6 separate regions of the Mus musculus genome follow, and all the other regions are linked to region 1. A link is a contact called in public HiCAR-type, HiChIP or PLAC-seq and promoter capture Hi-C data. All regions are on one chromosome and are shown on one strand. Each heading gives the region's core, a stretch centred on a gene start, on an enhancer-like site or on the middle of the called end of the contact. The rest is flanking DNA. Distances are from core to core; before and after follow the strand shown.

The links. Promoter capture Hi-C pulls out the DNA fragments that hold promoters and counts their contacts. HiCAR-type assays count read pairs that join an accessible place to other places. HiChIP or PLAC-seq counts read pairs in DNA pulled down with a chosen protein or histone mark.
Region 2: a contact with region 1 is called in a HiCAR-type map of Th17 cells, with 6 times the contacts expected there. The contact joins the enhancer-like site here to the promoter of Nf2 in region 1. A contact is called at or near these places in 6 of 39 promoter capture datasets (the C10 cell line, the HPC-7 cell line, cranial neural crest and 3 more), 3 of 15 datasets of contacts at CTCF or cohesin (the NIH/3T3 cell line, large pre-B cells and pro-B cells), 33 of 484 Hi-C or Micro-C datasets (CD4 T cells, the G1E-ER4 cell line, the N1E-115 cell line and 19 more), 25 of 115 datasets of contacts at active chromatin or transcription factors (the 230-238 cell line, the NIH/3T3 cell line, the SCID.adh cell line and 19 more) and 3 of 9 other capture datasets (adipose tissue, embryonic stem cells and pancreatic islet).
Region 3: a promoter capture Hi-C map of hippocampal neurons shows a contact between it and region 1, with 3 times the contacts expected there. The contact joins the enhancer-like site here to the promoter of Nf2 in region 1. A contact is called at or near these places in 5 of 39 promoter capture datasets (embryonic stem cells, frontonasal cranial neural crest, hippocampal neurons and 2 more), 6 of 484 Hi-C or Micro-C datasets (Th2 cells, brain, forebrain and 3 more), 13 of 115 datasets of contacts at active chromatin or transcription factors (the 230-238 cell line, bone marrow-derived macrophages, embryonic limb bud and 7 more) and 1 of 9 other capture datasets (adipose tissue).
Region 4: an H3K4me3 HiChIP or PLAC-seq map of bone marrow-derived macrophages shows a contact between it and region 1, with 4 times the contacts expected there. The contact joins the enhancer-like site here to the promoter of Nf2 in region 1. A contact is called at or near these places in 3 of 39 promoter capture datasets (the SN4741 cell line, cranial neural crest and second pharyngeal arch cranial neural crest), 1 of 484 Hi-C or Micro-C datasets (embryonic stem cells), 8 of 115 datasets of contacts at active chromatin or transcription factors (the NIH/3T3 cell line, bone marrow-derived macrophages, embryonic basal ganglia and 5 more) and 2 of 9 other capture datasets (liver and pancreatic islet).
Region 5: a contact with region 1 is called in a HiCAR-type map of embryonic stem cells, with 2.8 times the contacts expected there. The contact joins the enhancer-like site here to the promoter of Nf2 in region 1. A contact is called at or near these places in 1 of 39 promoter capture datasets (frontonasal cranial neural crest), 2 of 15 datasets of contacts at CTCF or cohesin (large pre-B cells and pro-B cells), 4 of 484 Hi-C or Micro-C datasets (CD4 T cells, the HL-1 cell line, pre-B cells and 1 more), 18 of 115 datasets of contacts at active chromatin or transcription factors (the 230-238 cell line, the SCID.adh cell line, bone marrow-derived macrophages and 11 more) and 3 of 9 other capture datasets (adipose tissue, liver and macrophages).
Region 6: an H3K27ac HiChIP or PLAC-seq map of microglia shows a contact between it and region 1, with 5 times the contacts expected there. The contact joins the enhancer-like site here to the promoter of Nf2 in region 1. A contact is called at or near these places in 1 of 39 promoter capture datasets (cranial neural crest) and 4 of 115 datasets of contacts at active chromatin or transcription factors (bone marrow-derived macrophages, embryonic stem cells, microglia and 1 more).

Annotation. Positions count from the first base shown.
Region 1 is chr11:4,848,204-4,850,903 of GRCm38.p6, forward strand. Nf2 (neurofibromin 2) reads right to left here and starts at 1,341. Exons shown (of 17, transcript NM_001252250.1): 1 at 669-1,341. The coding sequence starts at 782.
Region 2 is chr11:4,422,653-4,425,352 of GRCm38.p6, forward strand. It overlaps Hormad2 (HORMA domain containing 2), which reads right to left. Exons shown (of 11, transcript NM_029458.1): 4 at 2,104-2,167; 5 at 1,619-1,655. Among named protein-coding and RNA genes, the nearest start is that of Hormad2, 17 kb to the right of the region's middle. Within about 2 kb of position 1,394, at least 53 of the 459 cell types and tissues checked have an H3K27ac peak or open chromatin away from gene starts, as enhancers often do. A contact at or near this core is called in the G1E-ER4 cell line, the HPC-7 cell line, the SCID.adh cell line and 7 more, where this site is marked.
Region 3 is chr11:4,489,220-4,491,919 of GRCm38.p6, forward strand. It overlaps Mtmr3 (myotubularin related protein 3), which reads right to left. Exons shown (of 19, transcript NM_001373897.1): 13 at 2,588-2,700; 14 at 1,759-1,929; 15 at 403-548. Among named protein-coding and RNA genes, the nearest start is that of Hormad2, 49 kb to the left of the region's middle. Within about 2 kb of position 1,417, at least 13 of the 459 cell types and tissues checked have an H3K27ac peak or open chromatin away from gene starts, as enhancers often do. A contact at or near this core is called in hippocampal neurons, where this site is marked.
Region 4 is chr11:4,577,515-4,580,214 of GRCm38.p6, forward strand. All of the region lies in intron 1 of Mtmr3 (myotubularin related protein 3), which reads right to left. Among named protein-coding and RNA genes, the nearest start is that of Mtmr3, 16 kb to the right of the region's middle. Within about 2 kb of position 1,332, at least 82 of the 459 cell types and tissues checked have an H3K27ac peak or open chromatin away from gene starts, as enhancers often do. A contact at or near this core is called in the SN4741 cell line and bone marrow-derived macrophages, where this site is marked.
Region 5 is chr11:4,462,990-4,465,689 of GRCm38.p6, forward strand. No RefSeq gene overlaps it. Among named protein-coding and RNA genes, the nearest start is that of Hormad2, 23 kb to the left of the region's middle. Within about 2 kb of position 1,387, at least 5 of the 459 cell types and tissues checked have an H3K27ac peak or open chromatin away from gene starts, as enhancers often do. A contact at or near this core is called in embryonic stem cells, where this site is marked.
Region 6 is chr11:4,381,180-4,383,879 of GRCm38.p6, forward strand. The region is part of intron 10 of Hormad2 (HORMA domain containing 2); the gene reads right to left. Among named protein-coding and RNA genes, the nearest start is that of Gm24803, 58 kb to the left of the region's middle. Within about 2 kb of position 1,327, at least 5 of the 459 cell types and tissues checked have an H3K27ac peak or open chromatin away from gene starts, as enhancers often do. A contact at or near this core is called in bone marrow-derived macrophages and microglia, where this site is marked.

The DNA of each region.
Region 1 (2,700 bases), core at 91-2,590:
TGTCTGACACTTAGCAAGTGTTCAGGGTTGTGGATACAACCCAGTGATGGGGTGCATGCCTAGCATACACAAGGCCCTGAAAACACAAACACACACACACACACACACACACACACTCACTCACATACACACTCTTCAACAAAATGATAGCTATTATCATCATGTTAGAAACTATAAAGAGTAAATGTAAGACACTCTTTCCTCAAAGAGTTTTTTCCAGAAACTGAAAATTTTGGAACAGGGAAAAGTACGAGCTTCCAATATAACTAGATGTAACTTTTAAGACCTAGGGTACACAGTTAATACCTAGCGAAAAACTCCCTGGAGTTTTAGGCGCGAGTTCTACACACTGCACACCGGTTCGTTTCTACGGAAGATTCCAGTGTTTCCCAATAACAAATGAATGAAAATAACCTTCGGGAAATGCCAAAACCAAGAACCCCACTTTAACAAACAAGCAAACAAACAACTAGCTTTAACTTGTGATCTGGCCCTAGAAAGCCTCTTCCGGTTCCAGATAATGATATATACGGAATCCCTTAAGCTTGCACTTCGACTGTCACCACAGCGAGGGCACCCCATGGGTAGGGACCCGCGTCGCTGCCACCAGACAGGCAGAGATTCCGCGGCTCTCCACTCACAGCCCGTCGGGGTCGGCGGCCGGTTACCTCGCAGTTGAACTCCATCTCGGCGTCCATGGTGACGATCCGCACCGTGAATGTCTTGGGCTGCTTCCTCTTGAGTGAGCTGAAGCTCATGCGAGAAGCGATGGCTCCGGCCATGGCGCGAGGTACCGGCCTTGGATCCCCTCACCCCTAGGCCCGCGTTCTGGGTCTCTTAGCCCCCCTGGAGTAGCTGCACAGGCCTCAGGGCCACCATGGTGGCCGGCTGGCCGGCCCGAGACAGACCTAGGCTGCCTGGGTCCCCAGCGGCCAGCATGGGCCGCGAGGACCCGGCTGTGGGTGCGGAAAGATGAGTTAAGGGACAGTCTCTGACGACGGGGGGGTCGGGGGGAGATGCCGGCAAAAGCACGCGCAGCCCCGAGCTTGGAGCTTCGGGCTGGGGACGCCAGGGACGCCTTTGGACAGAAATCCTAGACGGCTGCGGCGCCGACGCCGGGCCTCTCAGCGACCCCCGAGGGTCGCGGGGCCGCGCAGTAGTTGGGAGCGCACACGCGCGTGCGTGTCTGTCACCAGCTCCGCTCCGCGCGCCCTCGGGAAGCGTCCTCTACCAACCCCCACCTCAGCGACCTGCCGGATCCCCGCCCCGCCCCGCCCTCCGGACTCCCACTACGCTACTCAGCGACTCACCCTAACACTTTTTTCTCTAAGATACTGTGATTGGCAGGAACGCCAAAGGAAGCGGGACTTCCGCTTCGTCCCGCCTCCTGGAGGCCTACTCCACCAATTGAAAGTTGCACTGAACGAGGGCCGCCGGTCTGTTCTCGGCGTTGAGTGGCTGTAGATGCGGTCACTCCGAGCGCTTTTGTTCCTAAAGTATACTCCTACTCTAGCAAGACTGGTTGAGAAGGAGCGGGCGGCGCCTTTCCCGGGAAACCTGTAGAGGCCGGGACTGCACCGCACGAGGTACTGTTGCAGTCAGTGAGAGATCCCATTTATAGCGTCTTACCAGAGCTTCAGTCGTATCTGGGACATCCGGCCGAAATTCCTTTTTGACACTTAATTATATATGCTGACTCAATATTTTTCAAACTTTAAAAACACGAAGTGAGGCCGCTTAAGTTGCCCCGACTTGCCTGCCAGATCCTTCAACTTCTTTTTAAGAGAATTAGAATAACCACAGAATTCATGATAGTCCTTACCTTACTAGGTGGTTGAGGAATTGAAACTTGCTTAATACATATAGAAAGCTAATTTTATTTATTTTTTTTTTTTTTTTTTTTTTTTTGAGTTTTTCGAGACAGGGTTTCTCTCTGTATCCTTGGCTGTCCTGGAACTCACTCTGTAGACCAGGCTGGCCTCGAACTCAGAAATTCGCCTGCTGCTGCCTCCCAAGTGCTGAGGATTAAAGGTGTGCGCCACTATTGCCCGGCAAGAATTTTCATTTTACCCTCTGTTCCTTTGTTTGGTTTTTTTGTTTTGTTTTGTTTTAATTTCCAAGCTACATACTTGGAGTACTTGTAGCTTAACGTCATCAAATGTATAATATGCTTAGGAAAATTTCAACTTTCTGGGGATTTGTAGAGTTTTTACTTGTTTTAAAGATACATTCCCCAGGCACTGCTGCTGTGAAGAGACACCATGACCACAGCAACTCGTATCAAAGAAAACATTTAATTGGGGACTTTTTCTTCTTTACAGTTTCAGATGTTTAGTCCATTATCAGCATGGTAGGGAGCATGGTGGCATGCATGGTACTGGAGCAGTAGCTGAGAGATGGCTATATCCTGATCTGCAGGCTTGGAAAGCAAGACAACCATTTGGCATGGGCTTTTGAAACCTCAAAAACCACCCCTAATGATAGACTTCCTTCCACAAGACCACACCTCCTAAGCCTTCTAATTCTTTCAAATAGGGCCACTCCTTGGTGACCAAGCATTCAAATATAAGCTTATGGGACCGTTCTTAGTCAAAGCACCACAGTTTTGTTTTTTTTTTTTTATCTTATGTATATAAATGTTTTACAGCACATATGTGCATTGCATGTATACCTGGCACACATGTCAAAAGAGGGTTCCAA
Region 2 (2,700 bases), core at 144-2,643, 430 kb before region 1:
GTTCACGAGCAGGAATTGTGAGAGATGAGAGGGGCAATAGGGGAAGTACCCAGAATTTCATAACTAGTAAGACCATGTTCTTCAACAGGACATCTTCCAAGGGCACTTGCTACTTGAAACCTGGTTTTACTTGAACTACTCTTTGTTTCTTTGGGTTTTCTTGAGACAGGGTTTCTATATAACAGTCCTGGTAGTCCTGGAACTCACTCAGTAGGTCCCACTGGCCTGAAACTCACAGAGACCTGCCTCTACTTCCTGAGTGCTGAGTTTAAAGGCTTGCGTCACCAGTGACCTGCTTTTTTATTCCTCTTCCTCCTCTTCCTCTTCCCCCACTCCTTTCTTCTTTGTAAGAAACAGGGTCTTGTCACCGCGTGGATGGCCTTGATCAGGACTGTTAGCTGAGATCTCTGGAGTGAAAGAGGGTCTTGTCACGCGTGGACGGCCTTGATCAGGTTAGCTGAGATCTCTGGAGCTGCCCTTCTGAAGGATTCAGAGTTTTTGCATAACTTAGTCCCAAGACATACCTGGCGAACCAGGAAATCTCCTGACTGAACTGCTTAGGTAATCGGCCTTCACACAACTCCTACATCAGATAAGAGGTTTTGCTATGCGGAAATTGTCTTGCTAAAAGTGCCTTTTTTGTGTAACAATAAAGAACTTATGAAAAGTTCCTAGGTGTTCAGTACTTCCGAGGCTAATCCATCCCGCTGCGCTGCCGAGAAGCCAAATTCATCCTGCAATGTCTCTTTCTCAACCCAGACCCCAGACAACCAATAATTTAGCAACAGGTACAGCTGAACCAGTAGATAACTAGCAATCATTAGCCCTCATATGAGCAACACTCACCTCCTGCCATGTCTCTAAGCCCTTCCCTGATCTGTCTTATCTTTGTATCCCTCTGTCCCCTGGGTCAAAATGGAATGAATGTGAGTAACTGTTCACCCAAGGTGGGAAGGAGTGAGGGACTCCGTGACTACATTACTGACACAATGGCAAGCCTCTTCACTGCAGCTTAACGTGGAGCTGACGAGTGAAGACTTGGGGGAATGGAGCAAGCATAGGAGCAGGGGTTTCATTCAGGTGCATCGCATCTCTTCAGCCAGACCTTGAGCCTTCATTCTTCACATTCTTCATTCGTGTCTACTGAAGCATGAGAGAGCATACGCACTTAAAATCTGGGCTGTGTCTTTTAAAAGTTCAAAGTTATACACAGGAGTTATAATTAACAAAATAAAATAGAGTAAAACTTCATTATTTAACTATTTCTTCTTTTCCATCTGCAAACCGAGTCACCGCTATTTAGAACATGTTCAACGTGCTAACTACCAGATTCTTGTCTTCCTTAACCCACATCCTGTGGATCTTGTCCAGTGACTTCAGAGGAAATTCTGTGGTTAAAAAAGATATGCGTATATAAAAAGGAAAACGAAGCTTTCGTTTCTATTTGTTGTAAGGGAGACAACAGTGAGGCGACACAGACAAAATAAAAGAAAATCGACTAACAAATAAAAAAGCAAGCACTGCTATACTGTTAAACACTACAAAATAAAATGTCTAAACTTTTTTAAGGAGTAAAGATGAGTCTTTAATTTGGAGGTAAATTTTCAAAAATTCTTACGTATCTCTTTTCCAAAGCATCAAAACAACCTTGAATCCTGTCAAGAAATAATATCCAATGTCACTTTAGCCCATATGAACAGCCAAAAAAATAAATCCAAGTATGTAATTAGTTTGCACTTCTATTTTGCAGTATATAAATTAACAATCATTCTGCCCGTTCTGTTTAACCACCTTTTAAAACCCCAAGCCATTCCCATATATCTATAGAATATTATAAATAACACACAGCTCTGAAGCACAGAAGTGTTCTCTCTCTTCCCAGCACAGAATGGTAGTAAACACAAAGGTATATAGTGAATAATCGCAGTTAGGATTTTTTTTTCTTTATATAAGTCTATTTTCTTCTAAAATGAAATCAATAGTTTAAAATAATACTGAATAATTGCTACAATTTTCAGGAAAGAGGGCTAATAAAGTATTCTCTTTTTAGGAAAAGATTTTAGAAAATAAAGTTTGATGGGCAATTTTACAGAATTTACTTACCATTTAATAATATGTAATGACCCCGGACACTTTTTGTCTTCCCGGAGAATTTTTAAACTGAGGTCTAGAAAAAAAGAAACATCACTGTTATACTGAAAACTTCATGCTAAATAAAGCATTTCCTTTATTTTTTTATTTGTAAAATTTAGTTTTTCAAGACAGGGTTTCTCTGTGTAGCCTTAGCTGTCCATAAACTCACTCTGTAGACCAGGCTGACCTTGAACTCAGAGATCCACCTGGCTCTGCCTCCTGAGTGCTGGGATCAAAGGTGTACACCGCCACTGCATGGCACGTTTTGATGTTTAAACACCCACTTTATACATGAATCCTATGTGGATAGTTCCCTCAGTCCTAGTTCTGGAGCAGTGTAGCAGACTCCCACTCTGGTCTCTTTTCCTTATCCCATTCTCTCTAAATAATCTAAGATGTCACTGAGACCATCTCAACTAACAAGTTAAACACATTCCTAATTTCATTCTTTATTATTTTCCCTCTTAATGAAAAAATATTAAACACAAATGTGTAAGTTATTCTCAAACATCTCCATGTGAGATCTCCCACTTCCCCATATGAAGGAAGAAAGACATAGTATATAAA
Region 3 (2,700 bases), core at 167-2,666, 360 kb before region 1:
AAAACCAGTTTCTCTCATCTTATAGCATCTGACTTTCAAGCTTCAGAAGACTAACCAGAGCAGGGAGCAGGGTATGAACAAACCAAAGTCCACAAAGACTCCACAGATGTGCTCCACTACCGAAAAACCGCTCAGTGCAGGTGGCAGAATAATGTAGGGACAGGTCCAATTCATTTTCAGAAATAAGGCTTACTATCTTTCTTAAGAAACTAAACTTCAGCCAGATGTCGTGGTTCAGGCCAGTAACTCGAACACACACATCACTGCAAGTCTAAGGTCAGCCTTGGAGGCAGGGAAGGGAGGGAGAAGAAGGGCAGAAGGCAGGGGAGAGGGGATACCACCACTTAAGAAAGAAGAGCACCATTCAGGACTTAGGACTTGTGGCATCAGCTTTGGGCTCACCGGCTCAGTGGGGGCTCATCAGGGCTAGTGCCTGGGACTGGGTATGGTGCACAGCTGTCATCTGTGGGGGTAGATGGGGATGGGCAGGGAAGGTACACTGCGCTCCACAGCATCAGATTCCGCACATGGCACACGGGGTAGAGCACCTGAGGAGAAGGGTGGGGAGGACACAGGTTTATGCATGTTCCAGTAAATCCCTTAGACATGCCTGGAATGACAAAGCAAGAATGAACACACCTAGGTGGGCCACTCAACACAGCTGGGTCACAGATCAACAATGAGGTGGCACCAGTAAATGAAGGTCTATCTCCCAAGAGAATAGATATAGACCCAGGGTTTCTGTCGGCCAATACTCTTTACTTAAAAGCCTCTCGTGAGCATGAAAATCTAATGGGTCCTTTAAAGGCAGACTTCGTATTAACTATCTCAGTTGGTCTTTACTGAACGACAGGCTTTCATCAGCCTGATTTACCGAGTAAGAATTGTTCTGTTACATGGTGAATGTGTCTGTTTCACTAAAGCTTGGCTTCAGTGAAAGCTGTAAACCTATTTTATAGAATCCCTTAAATTAATCATGTGAAAATAAGGGTATTTTCCTACCCCTTACTGCCACTTTCCCAGCAGGCACAACGAAGGGAAGGAGAGACACTGTAAATCTTTTCTTCTAACTACTTAACTGTGATTCGAAGTGTATTAATTGCCCAGCAATGTAATATAACCTCTGATTAGCCTGCATGGACCTCTAAGGGCTTAAACTGCATTCGACAAAGGGAAAACCAATACATTTTGATACACAGACATACTGCCTCTCTCTCTCTGGTTAGCAGAAGGCATTCTTTTGAGGGAACAAAGTGTTAAAAGGCCTGGCAGCTCTCATGTGTGAAGAGAATCACAGACAGATAGATACATGCCAACAGCAGAAAGAATTTTATGTTGAGACAGAGCTGAGTGGGTCCCATTGCCTGGCTCATGGGAGAGTAGCCGGAGCCTGCTGGCTAATACTTCTTATCTACGCAAACCATCTGAGAGAAGGAACCTTAATGCCTTTTCCTCCAGAGAGTGGAAACGTGTTAGGACTACGCTGAGCAGTAGCGGAAGTACAGGCAATGATTCATGACAAAGGAGGGATGTGTTTTACACCCAAACCACCTTGAACCTGAGTTGGTCATGGACAGGCATTATCAAAAAATAGGCTTACATAGACAGAATGGTGGAAAATGGAAAAGTGGAACCAGTACCTTGAGACAGCTGACACGTTTTTCACAAAAAACAAGTACTACTCAAACCAGCTCCCATATGCGCCCCCACCCTCAAACTCTTTCTGCTGATCACAGAGACAGGCTAAAGGGTACATACGGCTTCTGACTGAGATGAATACAGTAGGTTTTTGAAAGCCTTGTTGCCTGCTCGAAGAAGTGACCACACAGAGCATGTCCGTTCCTGAGTCTGCTTTTCCCCTCTCTCTTTGGCGTTGTTGCACAGGAATGTTCCAAAGAGACAGGAATAGGTATGCTGTACCAGTTTCACCTGCAAAATTCCAATCAGACAAAATGATACAGTGGGGTACATGGTCTCAGAAAGGAGGTCAACCCAACTCTAGACAGTTCACCGTGACATCCCTGAGAACACTTCAGCTCACTCAGGGATGTAGGCTGTATATGCATAGGCAGCTAATATATGGCACCTCCTCTTCACAGTTACCAATTGCAGGGCCTGACCCCAACTACCAGCACTCCCATGTCAAAGACATACTAATGCAAGAAGCATAGTGGAGAAATGCTAAGCCAGTCAGAAATAAGGGGATAGAAGCTGGAGGACACAGTAACGGAGGGCTCAAACAGGAAGAGGACATCTTTCATCAAAGGAGCTAGCGGGAGCAGAAAACATGGCAGACAGCACCAGTAGAGACTGGAGGGGAGCACGGCAGATTCAGATAATTTCTATCTCTAACTACTTTTTAGACCATATACTTTAGAAGCCAACTCTATGTTTACAGAGGAAAACCTGGTGCGGCTAGATTCACTGAGTGAAAGTTAAATGCTGTTGCTTTTAAATAAAGCAGTCACTCCTTGATAAGTTTGAAAAATGCATAGTTTTAGGTAAAAATGACCCCCTAACACTTGTATCAGCATCCCTCTAGGTGTATATGGGTCCCAAAATGTAGAATCATGAAGTCCAAACTCACAAGGAATGCTTCGTTGAACTCAAAAGAGCAAGGAAACTGCCTCTGAAGTTGATGAACACAGTCAAGCCATTGTAGAAACACTGGGCAGCGCTCATTCAGATCATCTGAGTCCT
Region 4 (2,700 bases), core at 82-2,581, 270 kb before region 1:
CATGTGGTTGCTGGGATTTGAACTCTGGACCTTCGGAAGAGCAGTTGGGTGCCCTTACCCACTGAGCCATCTCACCAGCCCTACACTTTATTTTTTAAAGGTCATTGTCAAAGCACTACATATAGAAAAGGCTGAAGAAAAGAAAGGAAAAAAAAAAACAGATGAAAGGAAACTAAGTTTTTTTTTTTTTTTTTCCCAGTGCAATGACCAGGACCAAACAACAGGAAAGATGGCAATCTGTGGTGGGAAATTAGACTAAAGGGCTGAAAGACAGAAGGCAGGCAGGCAGGCAGGCAGGCAGGGAGGGAGGCAGGGAGGGAGGGAGGGAGGGAGGGAGGGAGGGAGGGAGGGAAAGGTGGGTGGATGGATGGATGGATATAACATATTCCTTAAAGAAAGCAAAGTAATTTTAACTTTTGAGAAGCATACTCTGGAAAAACAGTTGAAAACTAACTTTTTAATTCCCAAACAGTATACTTGAAATACATCAAACAGCTAAACAAACATCTCATTTATAGCAAAATACTATCATGCTTAACACTTTTCTTTAGGATTAACATAGTTTACAGAGAAGTAGAAACTTTTACCATAATAAAAATGGGTCAATCTAAGTACACTAGGGTTTATCTCTGAAAAACTCTTTTGAGGTCATTTGGGTATTTTCTCATCTCTAAGACACCTTTAAACAGAAAATGTGCATGCTCCTGCACTTTCCATCCCAATTTGCAATAAAAACAAACTTTCCTAGTGATTATAAACGTTTAGTTGGCCACCAAAAACCAATTATGGCTATGAAATCAAATTTAAAGATGGAACTGCAATCTCTCCAATCCAAACCATCATATTTAGTAGTATCTATTTCACGGTATTAAAGCAAGCCCATTTTCTAACCATTTTTACTCCTAAAATGTACAATAGGAATAGGCAAAGGACCTGATCTTGCTTTGGTTTCTTCCAGTCTGTTTAATTAGGAGACAGAGGCTACAGTGTCTGGCATGAACATGATACGTAGCTAAGTATATTCCTTTAGCTCTAGAAAACTGATCTGCATTGAGCTTCTTGAGTTAACCCTTAGTCACCATAGGCTATTCTCATCCAGGTCCAGAAAAGGGAAAAGACACCTTCAGTCCCACAACGGCACCACCATTATGAGTCCTCAATTTATTGCTCACCTTTAAATTATGTAAGATTGGTAGCAAAAAAAAAATGCTTTTATCTATATATAAAGTAGTGCCTACTTCTGTGAAAGGGCCTGCCTCTGTGTAGCAATACTCCCAGGAGGTACAAGGAAGATCTCATCATGATTTCTTGGCTGCCTTTTACTGATGTAATCACAGCATTAGGCTTTGAAATAGAATCCTGCGATAGGTCATTCCCTTCAGTATCTACCATTGCTCCTTAGTGAGTCAGCATCTGGACTACTGCCAACACGCTTTCTACTGGATCTAGCATAAAAACATATTTTTGGAGAGTGGGAACAGTGAGTAAAACAACACATTTCAAGGCTCCCTAAAGTACTTATCAAGCAAGGGATGCAGATACATATCAAGCAAGCCACTCAAATGTTTTAATAACATACAACCTCCCTACATACACAAATAAAAAGTTTGAGTTAGAAGAAAGAAATAGACCATCTAGAGACTGCCATATCCGAGGATCCATCCCATAATCAGCTTCCAAACACTGACACCATTGCATACACTAGCAAGATTTTGCTGAAAGGACCCAGATATAGCTCTCTCTTGTGAGGCTATGCTGGGGCCTAGCAAACGCAGAAGTGGATGCTCACAGTCAGCTATTGGATGGAACACAGGGCCCCCAGTGGAGGAGCTAGAGAAAGTACCCAAGGAGCTAAAGAGATCTGCAACCCTATAGGTGGAACAACAATATGAACTACCCCCTGGAGCTCGTGTCTCTAGCAGCATATGTATCAGAAGATGGCCTAGTCGGCCATCAGTAGAAAGAGAGGCCCATTGGTCGTGCAAACTTTATATGCCTCAGTACAGGGGAATGCCAGGACCAAGAAGTGGGGGTGGGTGGGTGGGGGAGTGGGTGGGGGAGCATGTGGGGGGCTTTTGGGATAGCATTGGAAATGTAAATGAAATAAATACCTAATTTTAAAAAATGCCCCCCCCAAAAGAAAGAAGTAATACAGCAGACAGGAGAATTTTACAAGGTTTCCTTGTATGCATGTGTTCAAAACTGTCCTGTAAAATTTCCTGATTTTGAGTATATTCTATACAAATAAGCGCATTTAAATTTGTGTGACTCTGAAAACAGAAAAGTCATTAACTTTTTCATATCAGGCAAGAATATCAGTTAAATGGAGGAGAAAGTCTAGTCCTAATACCTTATAAGAGAATGCTATTCATTTTCTTAGAAAGAAAGAAAGAAAGAAAGAAAGAAAGAAAGAAAGAAAGAAAGAGGAAGAAAGAAAGAACAGTAGTTCTTAGAGAAAGTTAAAAAAAAATAAGGGCTGGAGAGATGGCTCGGCGGTTAAGAGCACTGACTGCTCTTCCGAAGGTCCTGAGTTCAAATCCCAGCAACCACATGGTAGTTCACTGAGTTCAAATCCCAGCAACCACATGTTAGCTCACAACCATCGGTAACGAGATTTGGCACCCTCTTCTGGAGTGTCTGAAGACAGCTATAGTGTACTTACATATAATAAATAAATTAATTAAAAAAATAAAGTAAAAT
Region 5 (2,700 bases), core at 137-2,636, 390 kb before region 1:
CCACCCCCCACTCCCACCCCCACCCCCAAGAAATCTCACATAAACCTTTCTCTTTGCTCAGCTCCCTGCTGCTTCTCACAAGAACAGAGGCAGCCGCCCTCCTGGGTTTTCCCCTCCCAGTAAGTCTCTTGTGTGAGGTTTGTTGTGTGGTGTGACTTTGTGGTAGTCCTTGGCTCCTGACTGCCAGGATAGCTCTCTGAGTAAAGTGGCAACACTTGAGCAGAGCTTTTGCTGTGCTGCAGCTGAAGCAAAGCTGTGACACTTCTGTAGGGGAAGCCTTTCCCTGCAGAGCTGCAACACGCACATCTAGCATTCAGGAGGCAGAGGCAAGCCTATCTCTGAGTTCAAGGCCAACCCAGTCTACAGAGCAAGTTCCAGGAAAGTCAGAGCTCAAGAAGAAACAAAACAAAACAAAACAAAACAAAACAAAACAAAACAAAACGCCAACAACAAAAACAAAGGAAGGAAGAAATTCATAACTCCAACATGCAGTTATTTTTAAAAACTATAAGAAAAAGTAATCCCAGCTGACTATAGTGGCACACGCCTGCAGTCTCAGCGACTCAAGAAACTAAAGCAGGGAGATTACAGGTTCGAGTCTAGCCTGGGCAACTTAGTGAGACCTGATTTAATATGAAAAAAGAGAGGTGTGTGTGCTGGAGATGCAGTTCAGTGGGAGAGAGCTTGCCTAGCACATGGGAAGCCCTGGGTGTGCCACCCACAGGGTGTGAACAGTAAGCCAGCCCCAGGAACACTCCGCACTGCATAGATCTGCATGTACCATTGTGGCACAGCAGGTCTGTTGACAGCAGCACCAGCCCAAACAGTTGACTAATGCATTGTACAGTGATGGTATGATGACCATGATATAATTAGGCAATAGGAAAATTTCAGTTCCATCCTAATTCCCTGGGACCACTGACACACTCTGTCTGCCATTGCCCAGGATGTCCTTATGCCACACATGACTGCATACAGTGATGAGGGTGGGGTCCCTATAGAGGAGAAAGCACAGATTTCTTAAAAACCAAAATGATGACATTACCAATAAGAAAACCCATGAAGATGGTTTTTATGGGCAGAGGGGTTCACCAAAAGCATGCTGTCTTAGTCAGGGTTTCTATTGCTGGGAAGAGACACCATGACCGCAGCAACTCTTATAAAGGAAAACCTTTAATTGGGGCCAGCTTACAGTTTCAGAGGGGTTAGTCCTTATTGTCATGTGGGAAACATGGCAGGATGAAGGCAGACATGATGCTGGAGAGATAGTTGAGTTCTATGTCTGGATCGGCAGACAGCAGGAGGAGAATGAGACACTGGGCCTGGCCTGGGCCTCTGGAACCTCAAAGCCCACCCCTCAGTGGCCACACCCACCCCAAACAAGGCCACACCCACTCCAACAAGGCTTTGTCTCCTAATCCTGTCAAATAGTGCCACTCCCTCTGAGCCTATCAGCACCATTTTCATTCAAACCACCACAAAAGCCAATGTCAAAAATGGACTCATTTGAGCAACAAAAATGAAGTAGGATGTAAATTTGTTCTTAGAATTAGAAAAGATGGTATGACACAGGGCTATTAAGGAGATGATTATATGTAAAGACAGGATCATCCATCTCTGAAAGACTGGCAGTGTCAGCGCATCAGTCCTGAATGGCAACCCAGGTATGAAGTAAACACCACAGGCATCTATTTTGACTTTAATAAATGACTGTGTAAATCAACAGAGGAAGCAGCAAATCCCCTGTGCAGAGGCACTCCAGACAGACACATCGGTTTTTCTTAGGGCATGGAGACTTTTCTCTGTGACTCCTGCATTAGGGAGGCAGTGATGCCGGATCAGGTGTTCAAGGTCATCTTGAGCTACAGAGTGAGTTTGAGGCTACTCTGGCCTGGGTGAGACCTCCATCACTAAGTATGGGCTTCCAAAGGGAGCGGTGTGAGCTGGGAGTATGGTTGGGGGTGCAATACTTGCTGAGCATGCTCAGTCAAGGCCATGAGTTTGGTTCCTACCCCTGCCCCCAGGACTGCAGGAAATTATTCACAGTTCAAAGCTTCTTTTTTTAGGTGCTGGGGCTTGATCTGAGCACCTTGCAGATGTACTAGCACTAAGCCAAGCCAAGCCTAGAAAGTTCAGAGAGACATTAAGTCACCAGAAAGTTTTCTTCTTTTACAAAAATATATGTGCATTTGAAAAAAATTAAAATGTGACTATTGCTTAGTCCAGAAACACTGTTTTTCATAACTTCCGATTAAAAGAGTCCTGAAGCATACAAAAGAATGTTAGAGCATAGGACAGCAATGGGTCCTCTGTGTACAGGGTGAGTGCTGTCCAGCGAGGGGCATCTCCTGATGATCCATGCATGCCCTTCCTGGGGTGTGCACAGGATTTGTGGATGCTTTACCAGGCAGCTGCGTTACACAGGCCAGCAGAGACTGGACAGGCTTGGTTTGATTTGGTTTGTATTTTTGTCTCTCTCAGGGCTGGGGTCTTATGTATGATAGACAAGAACTCTACCACTGCTGGATAGTGATGGCACACACCTTTAATCCCAGCACTTGGGAGGCAGAGGCAGGTGGATTTCTGAGTTTGAGGCCAGCCTGGTCTACAGAGTGAGTTCCAGGACAACCAGGGCTACACAGAGAAACCCTATCTTGAAACACCACCTCCCACCTACCCCCCCCAAAAAACTCTACCACT
Region 6 (2,700 bases), core at 77-2,576, 470 kb before region 1:
AGTGGCTCACGATTGCCTATATCTCCAGTTCCAAGAGATTGCCTTCTTCTAGCCTACACACACACACACACACACACACACACACACACACACACACACACGACGGGAGGGGCCTTTACATCTCATGTCTGTTTAGCTAAATAGCATACTTTTGTGGACACTGATGAAGAAAAACAAAGACTTTAAAACACAGATGTTGGGAATTCTCCCAAAGATTTGAACAAGTCATTATATAATGAAGGCCACAGCAAGCTTCAGAACTTTTTTAAGTCTCTGAACTCTTAAATGTGAACATAGGAGCTAGAGAGATGAGATAGAGAACAGAAGAAACAAACACTAACACGTGGATGGGAAGGAGGGAGACAGACTCGTAAGCTGGACATAGAGGTATATGGCTGTAATCCCTGAACTTGGGAGGCCAAATTTGAGGTTAGCCCTATTTAAATAAATAATACAAATACAAGAGCCTGAAGACAGACTAACACACACAGAGACAGACAGACATACACAGACAGACAGACAGACAGACAAACACACCCTTTAAAAAACCCTCCTAGACTGAATACATGTAATTAATATTTTCAAAGATAGGAGACAAATCTATAACCACAAACAAGAACAGGATGCTATCAGAAAGCTGTATTCAGAGAAAAACAACAAAGGTCTTGGAAATGAAAATATAGTCTACAAATGAGAAAGAATCCGGAGTGTGTTGAGAGTTCTCTTTCCCCAGGACAAGAACAGTAGAAATATGCAAAACTGATTACAAATCTTTTAACAAACAGAATACCTATACGAAAGATCTGATATCTATATGGGGTTCCACAAAGAAGAAACATGAAATGAACTTGATGAGACATTGTTTTCCTTAAGGAAATAATTCAAGAAGGTTCCCAGAATTGAGGGAGTGCCCTCCCTCAATGAAATGGGTCACTATGTAACCAGAACAAATAATGTATAAAAATAGGCCTACATCAAGGGAAGCTGCTATAAAATTTGAAAACCTTGAGGAACAAAGCTTTCAGACAGGAGTGATCAGATAATGAACAAGGACTTAGAATCAGAAAGGTCTGAAACTTCCCAAAAAGCAGCAATACAGAAAGCTAGACCACAGAAGAACAACGTCCCCCAAATTTACCAAGACAGATAATTAACATGCTAGATTTTTATTTCCAACAATATCCTTAATCAAACATACGGGTAAAATGATATTTCTAGGACATGTAAGATCTTGATATCCAAGACTGGCAGAGTACCCGGAAGCCGGTCAGGGAAGGCTGCAGTGTGAGAGCAACAGCAGGCAGAAACCCTACAAGCTGACCAAAGAGGAACCAGATGGTTTGAGCAGCACTGTGCAGCAGGACTTTCGATGCTGGGAGGCTTTATGTTAATGTTGTCTAACATGGCGGCCACTAGCTAGAGTGCTTCAGAAACGCAAACACAGCCATTAATGAGCTGAAGCCATTACTTTATTGACCTAGCAAAATTGACTGAGCCGATCCTTCTCTGAGGGACATGATTAGTCCTACATTTGTAGCAACTATAAACTGAACTGTAACCATAACACTATGAATTAGGGTTTAAGATGACTGTTGCTCTTCCAGAGAACCCAGGTTTGGTTCCCAGCACCCATATCAGGTGGCCTACAACTGCCTGTTCCTCTGGCTCCTGAGGGTCAGATACCCTTTTCCTGCCTCTGAAGGTACCACACACATGTGCACATGTATTCAAGACACACATACACAAAAACAACCAATCAGTATTTTAAAATAAAAAATACTATGCTTTTACATTCAACTGCAGGCAGATGGATCTCCAAATTCAAGGCCAATCTAGTTTTCACAGAGACTTCCAGACCAGTTAGAGCCACACAGTGAGACCCTGTCTTAAATTCAGTGGCCTTGAGGAAAAACACAATGAAATGAACCATAAAATTAAACTATTTGAAGTGTATATCTCTTTCTGTTTTGATAAATGATAATCATAGCTACAATGATACAGAATATTCATTATGCTAAAAAAAAAGTTCCTATATGTCTCACTATGTAGCCCTGGCTATCCTAGAACTTATGCAGACCAGGCTGTTCTTGAACTCACAAAGAACTGCCTGCCTCTGACTCCCAAGGCCTGGGATTAAAGGGTGCACAACTAGACCAGTCATAGTTTACCTTTTAAAAATTATACTCATATGTTCTTTTGTTTGACTTTATTCTGACTTATAAATCTCATACCTATATTTGCCTGTATCAGTTGTTTCTTTTTCTTGCAAATTATAATTCACTTTCCAAAGACATCACCAATTTGCTTCTTTGATGTACTCATGACATTTGTGTTATTTCCAGTTACTATAAATAAAGTTGTAATGAATGTACACACACAAGCCTTTATGTGGTTATGTGTAAAAGGAGTAAAAATTGCTGCAACATATACTAAGTCCATGTTTAAGAATGCTTGGTGTCCCACAAAGCTTAAGACTCTATGATTTTGGCCTTTTGTTTTGTTTTCTACAATATGCTTCAAATATGTGTCTCTTACTGTACATTACAAATTCACTGAACTATTAATGGCCTCTTATCTGCTAAACCTAGCCAGTAAAGATTTAAAGTTACAAAGATAGTATGTTTAAGATCTATAGTTCATTTTGTGATTCTCTCCTTAACAAACAAAACAGCCGGGCAGTAGTGGCGCACACCTTTAATC